2 separate regions of the Mus musculus genome follow, and region 1 is linked to region 2. Evidence: chromatin contacts called from public Hi-C data. All regions are on one chromosome and are shown on one strand. The core of a region is the stretch at or near the end of the contact, and the rest is flanking DNA. Distances in the headings are between cores, read along the strand shown. Region 1 overlaps Cdk5rap2 (CDK5 regulatory subunit associated protein 2). Region 2 overlaps Cdk5rap2 (CDK5 regulatory subunit associated protein 2).

What was found. Hi-C and Micro-C count contacts between places; a contact is called where the count stands out from the background.
Region 1: a contact with region 2 is called in a Hi-C map of cerebral cortex, with 1.7 times the contacts expected there. The contact joins two enhancer-like sites. A contact is called at or near these places in 1 of 39 promoter capture datasets (liver), 2 of 15 datasets of contacts at CTCF or cohesin (liver and pro-B cells), 42 of 484 Hi-C or Micro-C datasets (the AML12 cell line, B cells, ECoMG-derived neutrophils and 29 more), 5 of 115 datasets of contacts at active chromatin or transcription factors (CD8 T cells, astrocytes, embryonic stem cells and 1 more) and 3 of 9 other capture datasets (adipose tissue, embryonic stem cells and liver).

Annotation. Positions count from the first base shown.
Region 1 is chr4:70,295,640-70,300,186 of GRCm38.p6, reverse strand. Cdk5rap2 (CDK5 regulatory subunit associated protein 2) reads left to right here. Exons shown (of 37, transcript NM_145990.4): 18 at 1,239-1,367. Among named protein-coding and RNA genes, the nearest start is that of Cdk5rap2, 110 kb to the left of the region's middle. Within about 2 kb of position 2,761, at least 12 of the 459 cell types and tissues checked have an H3K27ac peak or open chromatin away from gene starts, as enhancers often do. A contact at or near this core is called in cerebral cortex and cortical glia, where this site is marked.
Region 2 is chr4:70,257,402-70,261,698 of GRCm38.p6, reverse strand. All of the region lies in intron 25 of Cdk5rap2 (CDK5 regulatory subunit associated protein 2), which reads left to right. Among named protein-coding and RNA genes, the nearest start is that of Cdk5rap2, 150 kb to the left of the region's middle. Within about 2 kb of position 2,423, at least 41 of the 459 cell types and tissues checked have an H3K27ac peak or open chromatin away from gene starts, as enhancers often do. A contact at or near this core is called in cerebral cortex and cortical glia, where this site is marked.

The DNA of each region.
Region 1 (4,547 bases), core at 1,512-4,011, 38 kb before region 2:
TTATTTCTTTCCTTCCAGGACCTGGCACATGTAGCAGGAACTCATAGATTTGAACAAATGTGGTTTTAAGCTTGATCATTGCATCTATCTTTTTTAAATGCAAGGTTTTCAGTCTATAGATATGGTTAAAGTGGCATAATATCTCAAAGGATCATTGTTAGGAATAGGTAATGTGTGTGTGTGTGTGTGTGTGTGTGTGTGTGCGCCAAAGATTGGTGTTGGGTGTCTTCCTCTATCGCTCTCCTCCTTATTTTTTTGAGCAGGGTCTTTTACTGAACCTGGAGCTCATTCATTTAACTAGATTGCTGGGCAGCTGGATCTAAGAGTTTGCTTGTCTTCCCTCCTCTCCTATCACCATGGGCTTCCAGGCTTTTATGTGGGTGCTGGGTATACGAATTCAGATTCTCATGCTTGTGTGGCGGACACTTTACTGACTGGCTATCTTCCACTCCATGGATCTGGGCTTTGTTTCTCTTTTGAGTCTTGCACATCTACGTGCATAGATGAGGTAGATTTTTTTTTCTTTTTAATTTTCTTTAAAGGTTAAGAACCTTTTGAAAAATTATTAGATGTTGGCATTTGGAACTCATAGGAAACAAAATGAGTCTGCTCAATTGCCTGTGCACTTGGCCTAGCAAGACCTGGACCTGGAGTACTGGGCTGAGCTTAGGCACTGTGTGCTGTCTTCCTTGGAGTCTGCTGCTCTGTCCCATGTTGGCTCTTTGATTCTTGGTACGTGTTACACAGTTTTCCAGATGTGCCAGCTGTGCCAGCCAGACAGTGAACTTCTTTGTATGACTGGTTCCTCATCAGGAAGGAGTTTTGCCGAGAATGATTGACTAAACCTCGTAGCGTGTGTGTGTGTGTGTGTGTGTGTGTGTGTGTGTGTGTGTGTGTGTGTATTGCTCTAAGGACAGCTCATTATAACTGTCATCGCTAACTGTGCATAGAGAGAAGGAGGTCTCTGCTATGAAGGATGATCTGACATAGTTGGAGAAACTTCACCTCTGGGGAGTCTTTCTTCCAGAATGCTTTGTCACAAGACAGAAACATGTTAGTTGCCATTGACCAAATGCCTCTAGTGTTCTGTGGCTGTGATCCTAGCACATTCTCATTCTATAGACCTTATTCTAACCTTGTCAGTAGACAAGCTGCTGAGGATAGCTCAGGTAGCCTTCTCACAAGTCTCATGCCTCTGCCTTGAAGTGAGACCTCTATGTCTTTGCTCTTTCCTCCAGGTCAGTGACCTCATACAGCTTGTGAAGGACCTGCACACAGACAACCAGCACCTGAAGAAAACCATTTTTGATCTCTCTTCTGTGGGTTTCCAGGGAAGTGACAGACTTGAGTTAACAAAACAAGAAGAGGTAAGAAGAAGAGTCTTGCTTGTTGCCATGTGCTAATTGCATAGAGGATACCTGACATAGACACAGACAGACAGACAGACAGACAGACAGACAGGATACCTGACATAGACACAGACAGACAGACAGACAGACAGACACACACACACACACACACACACACACACACACTGCATGTCTATTTGAGGGAGTTCTTTGAACTTGCCTTTGCTGTGGTAGAGTCTTGAGGGCCCCGTTGGTCATTGAGTCTGTCCATGTGCTTCCTCCAACTCAGGCCATGTCTTACGTGCTTGATATCCTGTGATGTTACTGTGGCCTGGCTCTGGGTATTTGCTGCAGATGGTACATCTGATGAGTGATGTCATCTTAGAGCTCTTTGGAGAATGGCCATGGCTCCAGAGAGCTTGCATAGTATGCGTCCAGCCTTGGAATATCCATAACTTAAAGGAAGATGTCTACATACCCCACCTGCTCCCCACCCCCACGTCACTTCTGACATTTGTCTCTTTTCCTGTTTGTAACCATGCTGTACAGGGAAGGACCCTGAAGCTCTGTTGGGAGCAGGAGATGTTGAGTTCCTCTAGGCGTGGCTAGCTCATCTCTCCAGTGAAAGAACCCGGCCCCATGTGTGAATCAGTGTCATTGCTGAAGCCAGGCTGTTTCACCATGAATGCAAAGGATCTTTCCTTACAGAAGTCCCTCAGGATCAAAACTGACATTTTCCTGGGTGGACTTAACTCAGCCTGGAATACCAGGTATATAAGGCCTCACATCTATGGCCATACCATTTCTTTGGAGAGGTTTATGGGCTGTCTTCCCACTTTCCCAGTGGGAACTGCTCAGAGGTACTATATTTATGCTGTGCTTTGGCCGTCTGCTTTCTTTGAGTCAGGGATTATTATTGATCTTGGCCTCCAGGGCTCCGGATAATTTTGAAAACCAAGAGCAACGGCAAGCCACTTACGGGAGAAACAAGTCTCCCAGCTTACTTCCTCTGAGGCTGAGTTTTTAATAAGCAGCTCCTTCTTCAGCAGCTCCATTTGAGCTGTAAATGCCGAGTTTTGTTTGTTCATTTGCCCTTTGAAAAAAATCTGTTAAATGTCCCATTATGTCCTTTGGAGAATAGAGGCCTTTTCCTCTGCCCACTCTAAGATCTTAATACCAGCCGATTTGGATTTGAGTCATTTGTCAGATTGCACTTCAATTTGATGTTCCCTGTGAAAAGCTTTTTCCTTTAGCACAGTTCCCCTGCCTTCCCCGGAATGGGATGGGAGTACATGCATGTAAAGATGGTTATATTTTGGAACTGAGAGAGGAGAGGGATCCAGGATGAGGTACCGTGGGAAAAAGAGGAGACTGTTGTTCTCCGGGAGGGAGTGTCAGTCTCCTTCACAAAAAACAAGGCAGGACCAGCTGGAAATGGCCACGTTGTCCACTGCTTTCTCTGAGCAGCAAGACTTATAGGGGGAGGGAGGGCAGAGTATTATGTCTGTTCTCTTGGAGGCTGTAAATCAGAAAAAGAGACTACAGTGTACAGCTACAGTGTACTTACATATATAATAAATAAATAAATCTTTAAAAAAAAAAAAAAAGAGGCAGAGCCAGGCGGATTTCTGAGTTCGAGGCCAGCCTGGTCTACAGAGTGAGTTCCAGGACAGCTAAGGCTACACAGAGAAACCCTGAGAGAGAAAGAGAGAGAGAGAGAGAGAGAGAGGGAGAGAGAGAGTGAGTTGGGGCTGGAAGGGGAGAGAACAGAGAGAGATCTTAGAATATGGATAACTGACCTTAATCCTGTTGATTGAAAATAGCACAATCGCGATTTCTAAGCCTTCCCTTCTGATCTGATTGTGCCACTTGCATTGAAATGTGGTTTTCTCTCCTGTTGTTTTTTTTAATTGTCGTTTAGTCATTGCATCATTACCATCTTGCAGAGGAACTGCAGTTTAATGGCCTAACTACTTGTTGGCACATGGATTGCTTCAAGTGGTTGTTGCAAATTGTCTGTACACAGTCTTTCCCTGCTTTAAAGTTTCTTTCCTTAGATTGTATTCCCAGATTTCTAATTCCAATGTATACTGATACGCAGCAACCATACAGTTTGTTTTGAGCTACCCTCCCCTAACAAGTCTTGTTTTGTTTTGTTTTGTTTTGTTTTGTTTTGTTTTTAGAGACAGGGTTTCTCTGTATAGCCCTGGCTGTCCTGGAACTCACTTTGTCGACCAGTCTGGCCTCGAACTCAGAAATCCATTTGCCTCTGCCTCCCAAGTGCTGGAATTAAAGGCGTGCGCCACCACCGCCCGGCTCCCTAACAAGTCTTAAATGATAAAGGTAGGAATAGTTTGGAGGCCTAATAGATTTTGTCTTGTTTCTTTCCAAAGAGACTGCCCCTAATGAGAACCATCCCATGAGGACTTGAAGGGTGCACATTTCCTGAGTGTGGATAGTTTATGTAGAAATCATCCAGGTGACCAACTGCTATGCTGCTGTTTTAATGAGTTTAATGACAAAAGTCTCTGTTGAGGTGCACCTGTTTTCTTATATGTGTTTGCCAGTTATTACTTGATGCTACAGGAGTCACCATCATATAGGGTAATTTTAGCAGGACATAGTCAGGGTAGTGAATGTTGAACCCCATGACTGCAGCTTGTGGAACTGACATCTCTAGTTGGGGACATGTGAGAAGGAGGATGCTGACAAGATATAGTACTCAGGAAGATTAGTAGTTGCTGTCACTTCCTTGTGTTTTTTTGTTGTTGCTTTTTGGTTTTTTGTTTTTGTCATTCTGAAGTGTGGTTAGAGAGCTGGGGATGGGAAGACATGGAGATAGAGCTTCATTTAATGGAGCTCAGGTGTTAGTAAGGCTGTCACATTGATTAAGAAATAGACCTTGGGTGAATCTCCAGTAATGGCTTGTAAATTTTTCCACCTGGCGACCTGTTTTCCCCTGAGGAGTTTCTACACAGTCTTAGCCATCTAGCTGTGCACAGTGCACAGCTTCTGATAACAAATCATAAAGAAATGGGTTTTAAAGCAAGCCTTTGGTGTACACATAGTTTTACCATTTTTTAAAGATAGAAGCGAATTTAAATGCTAATGAGGTGGATGTACTTGTTTATTTTTATTTAAAGGCTTAAATCTTGGCTGAATATTTATCATGTAGGGCGTATAGGATCTGCAACATTG
Region 2 (4,297 bases), core at 1,174-3,673:
GAGACCAAAGGTTCCTGTCACGTTTCCCGTTCTCTGACTGCTCAGACCAGTGCCTTTCTACCCAGGCTGTACTCACTCTCTATAGAAATTGTATCGCTCCTCTCAAAGCTCTCTCTGTTCACCCCATAGAAGAGAGAGCTTGTTCCTGTACTTCACTCTGGGTTATCTGCAACTCACACATGTCAGTCTGACTTTGTGGTATAGGCTATCAGAGGGAAGCTAGAGTGGCCTTTGGAGTCAGATATTGGAGTTAATACCCTGGTTTATGGGTCATTCGACTTCAAAGGTCATATGTCTTCTATGGAAGTAGCAGCACCTACCTTAGCAGAGTTGTTTGTAAGGATTAAGTGAGCTTATTTTAAGTGTCTCGTGTTGCCCTTGGAAACATACAGCATTTGGGAAGTGACAGCAAGCATTGCAAGAGGTACCTGGTCTGTCTGTAACTTGATATTGCCATGGTTGGTATCCATGAGAGGTCTGCCCTTTTCTGAAGAGAAATCGAGGAAGAGAGGATTGGGAGGTAGGGTAGAGGGGAGATCCATGAAGGGAAGGACTGGGAGAAGAGGGAAAACTTCAGACAAAAGGGAGGAAGGGAAGGAGGGAGGGGAGGGGAGGGGAGGGGAGGGGAGGGGAGAGGAGGAGAGGGGAGGGGAGGGGAGGGGAGGGGAGAGGAGAGGAGGGATGGATGATAACAGTGTCCCAGGCTGTTAAACAAAGGGTCTGACTCCTGTCACCATGGAATCACCTCCTCTGTATAGAATGGTTTTTGCTTCAGAGATGAAGCCCAGATGCCTGGCATGGTAGCACAGGTTTATCATCCCAAGCAGGGCTGAGGAAGAAGATTGTGGGTGTATGGCTGGCTTGGGATACATAGAAGATTTTTGCCTTAAAAGCAAACAAATGAACCTTGGGGCGGAGGGGAGAGGCACAAAGCTCCCTCCATCCCCCACCTCTAATTTCCCCTCTGGCTGATACTGGACTGTGTTTGCCTTCACCGCTACCACACTGTCCCTCATCCCCACACCCTGTAACTGTCTCCTTGGAGGTGAGCTCACCGAGGACAGACCGGACAGCTCTGCATCCACCCTTCTATCCTCGGTGTGTGCCAGGCTCCTGAGAGGAGCCGTGGTCGAAAGGAGAGAAGAAGAATGGCCTGGAGTTGGAGACACCAGGAACTTGGGTTTGAGTACGGGGATCATGTCGAGTCGTGGTGAGAAATTGTGTGCCAAAAGAGGCTTCTGAAGAGCAGCAAGCGACAGTCTGGTTAGCCATTCACAAGTCACATTCTCACTGTGGTCTTCTTGTTTGTCACCCAAGAAAGGGAAAGCTGGGTTTTTTTTTTTTTTTTTTTTTTTTTTTTGATGTCTGTTTTAAAACATGATACTCCCTCACTGCATGAGCTCACAGTTCTTAGGTTTGCCAGAGAGCTGGAAACAGTGCTTTCATGCTGTGCATCCCAAGCTCCTGCCATAGCTGACAGATGGTCTCCTGCCACCTATGTGGAGGCAGTTTCCACCAAGAAACTCAGTTTATCAGTGGTTACGATCCCCTCATGAATCCCCAAATGACGGCCATTTGTCACTTCACTTTAAAAGGACCCTATTGTGATAGAGGAATGGATGGATGTAATACAAGCTACTCAAAAGATCTTTTATTTAACAGTGAGAGAGCTCACTCTGTTGGTGGCACTGAGACACTTGCTTCTGTGGGCATGAGTCCAGATCTTTGATGGTTTTAAGATGTACTCATGATTGGGAGGCTCAGGATGCTTACAGCTATCCCAGACCAAAGACATCTGCTATGTGCCTGAAGGAAATGACTCTCAGTGTACAGTGATCCCCATGGAGCAGGCTGCCATCTTGTGTTTGCTTGGCGGTACTTATGTAGCTTCTAGCTGGTGGCAAGGCTTGGCTGGTGGCCTGTCTTGAGGTCTGAGGTTGGAGGCTTTTCATCAGCTGAAGGCTGGTGAGCAGCCCCAGTGCCAACTAGGCTGTTCCTTCAGAAGATAGGTGCCTGACCCATTAGGGACCATCCTTCACTCTGGGGCTTTGAGATCTGGCTTAGTCACTATGACTTCCTCCTTTTGACGAGTTGTACAGAAGTCACACATAGACACGCACTAGAGACGTGAGAGCATCTACCAGGCTGGTCGACAGCCAACCTCTGGAAGCCACAGAGTCTCCCTAGTATGGGAAAGATATGACCAAGAAAATCCAGGCATAGAGTGTTGACTGTACCTGCCATGACCCTGCTCGCTTCTGAGCTGTAGCCTGCAGTAAGGTGAGAATAGAGCGCAGAGCCTCGGGCTTGCCCTTCCTGCTGTAAAGTGGAAGCAAGTGTTGGTACTGTAGGATTATAGTGAACCCAAGGCGGAGAGTCCATTCTAAAGTCATTGTGCTCAGGGCTGCTGCCTCCACACTGGGTCCATGCGTCTTTTTTTCTGAGGGTAACAGTGCTGTACAGTAGCAGGTATGTGGTGACCTGCCGGGGTAGAGATGGAGCCTGCCTGCCACGCAGGCCCCCCTGTGAGAACTGTAAGCTGAATCCCGATGAGAAACAAACCCACTCGCTCTGGTGTTCTTTTTCCTTACCGGGGATGTTTTGGGACTTTTCCTTTGGGAGTTTAGAGCACTGTGGGGACAGTCTAATTATAGTCTCCTTTTTCAAGGCAACGAAAGAAGGGCTTTTTTATCTTCTTCTTTAGCCATGCATCAGTTTCTTCAAAGAGCTCATCCTGGTCTGCAATTTCCAGAGTTTTGAAGTATTTTTAAAATAAAGTTGTTAGTTGCTTTGAAATCTGGGCCTGTGCATCCTTTCAAACGATGACACGCAAGAACAGAGCACAGCGTCTTTCTCCCAACAGCATCCTGTGCTTTATTTTTGTTTTCTTTTGTTGTTTCTGTTAGTCATTTCCCCTGCTGTCGACAGTGGCCTTTTCAACTGCACTCAACTGCACTTTTCAATACTGCTTTCCCCACTAATCCCAGTTCTGAGCGTCTTTCCTAGGGAAATAATTTAAATGCAGATAAAGCCGTGTGCACAGATATATTTGTGTCATTTATTTACTAAAATGAAAATTTGGAGATGACCTAAATACCCACTAGGGAACTGCAAGATACAGTCCACGTGTTCCTGCCATAGAATGTTAGCATGATCTTCACAATGGAGGTCTCTAAAGCAAACTTAGTAGGAGAAATGCATATACTAAAATGGGTTGTGCAAAAATGAAGTCAGCATCATCTCTGCCCACATGCCTGGAGGAGAGAACAGAAGGCAGTTCAAGAGCGTGCCAGCTCGGGGGAGGGGCGGGAAGAGGAGGCTTTATAATTCTATTGCTCACTCCCCATGGTGAGCATATATTTTTCTAGTGCCACAGGATATTTGTGTTATGTTCTATGGTACTAGGGATGGAACCCAGAACTTCACCTGTGCTGTACCGTACCACTAACCTGTGCACCACTACAGTCGCTCTCTAGCCCTCCTATAAAAATTTTGTATCTGTGTATGTACCTGCTCATGTGTGTATACATGTGTTTGTGCAGGTGCGTGTGTGTGCGCGCGCGCGCGTGTGTGTGTGTGTATGTATGTGTAAGTGTAAGGTAGGGGCTGCTGGAGTAGAGGACAGAGGTTGATGTTACATGTCTTCCCTATCTTCCGTATCATTCAACTTGGAGATGACTGGTTTTTCTAGACTGCCTGTCCAAGAAGACGGCCTGGGGATCTTCTGTCTCCCTCTCTCCAGGGCTGGAATTCTAGACATAAGCTGCTGCATATATATATATATATGTATATATATATATATATGTATATATATATACATATATATATATATGCACACACACACACACATATACATACAAATATATATTAGTAGGTGCTAGGGAGCAAACTCTGGTCCTAACGCTTGTATGGCACTTTACTGACTAAGCTGTTTCCTTAGATCTAGTAGCATATCTTGTGCTTTTTATTATTATTATTATTATTATTATTATGAAACAGTCTTACTAAGTTGCTTGAACCAACTTGAATTTAGGACCCTCCTGCCTTGGTCTCCTAAATAGCTAGGATGACAGGCCTTTGCAGCTAGGCCCTGCTGTTACCGTGTTTAGAGAGTGGAAGGAGCAGCATTCAGAGAGACCGTTGTGGCCGCTTCCTAAGTTGAGTCCAGTTATCTGGACCCAGTTCCTGAGGAGCTAGTATGAGTAAACTCAGCTGAAACTGACAGGTCCATGGCTCTGCAAATACCTGGACAAGGAAGTGCCAGCAAACCGTTTTGAAAACTGTTTTCATCCTCTGA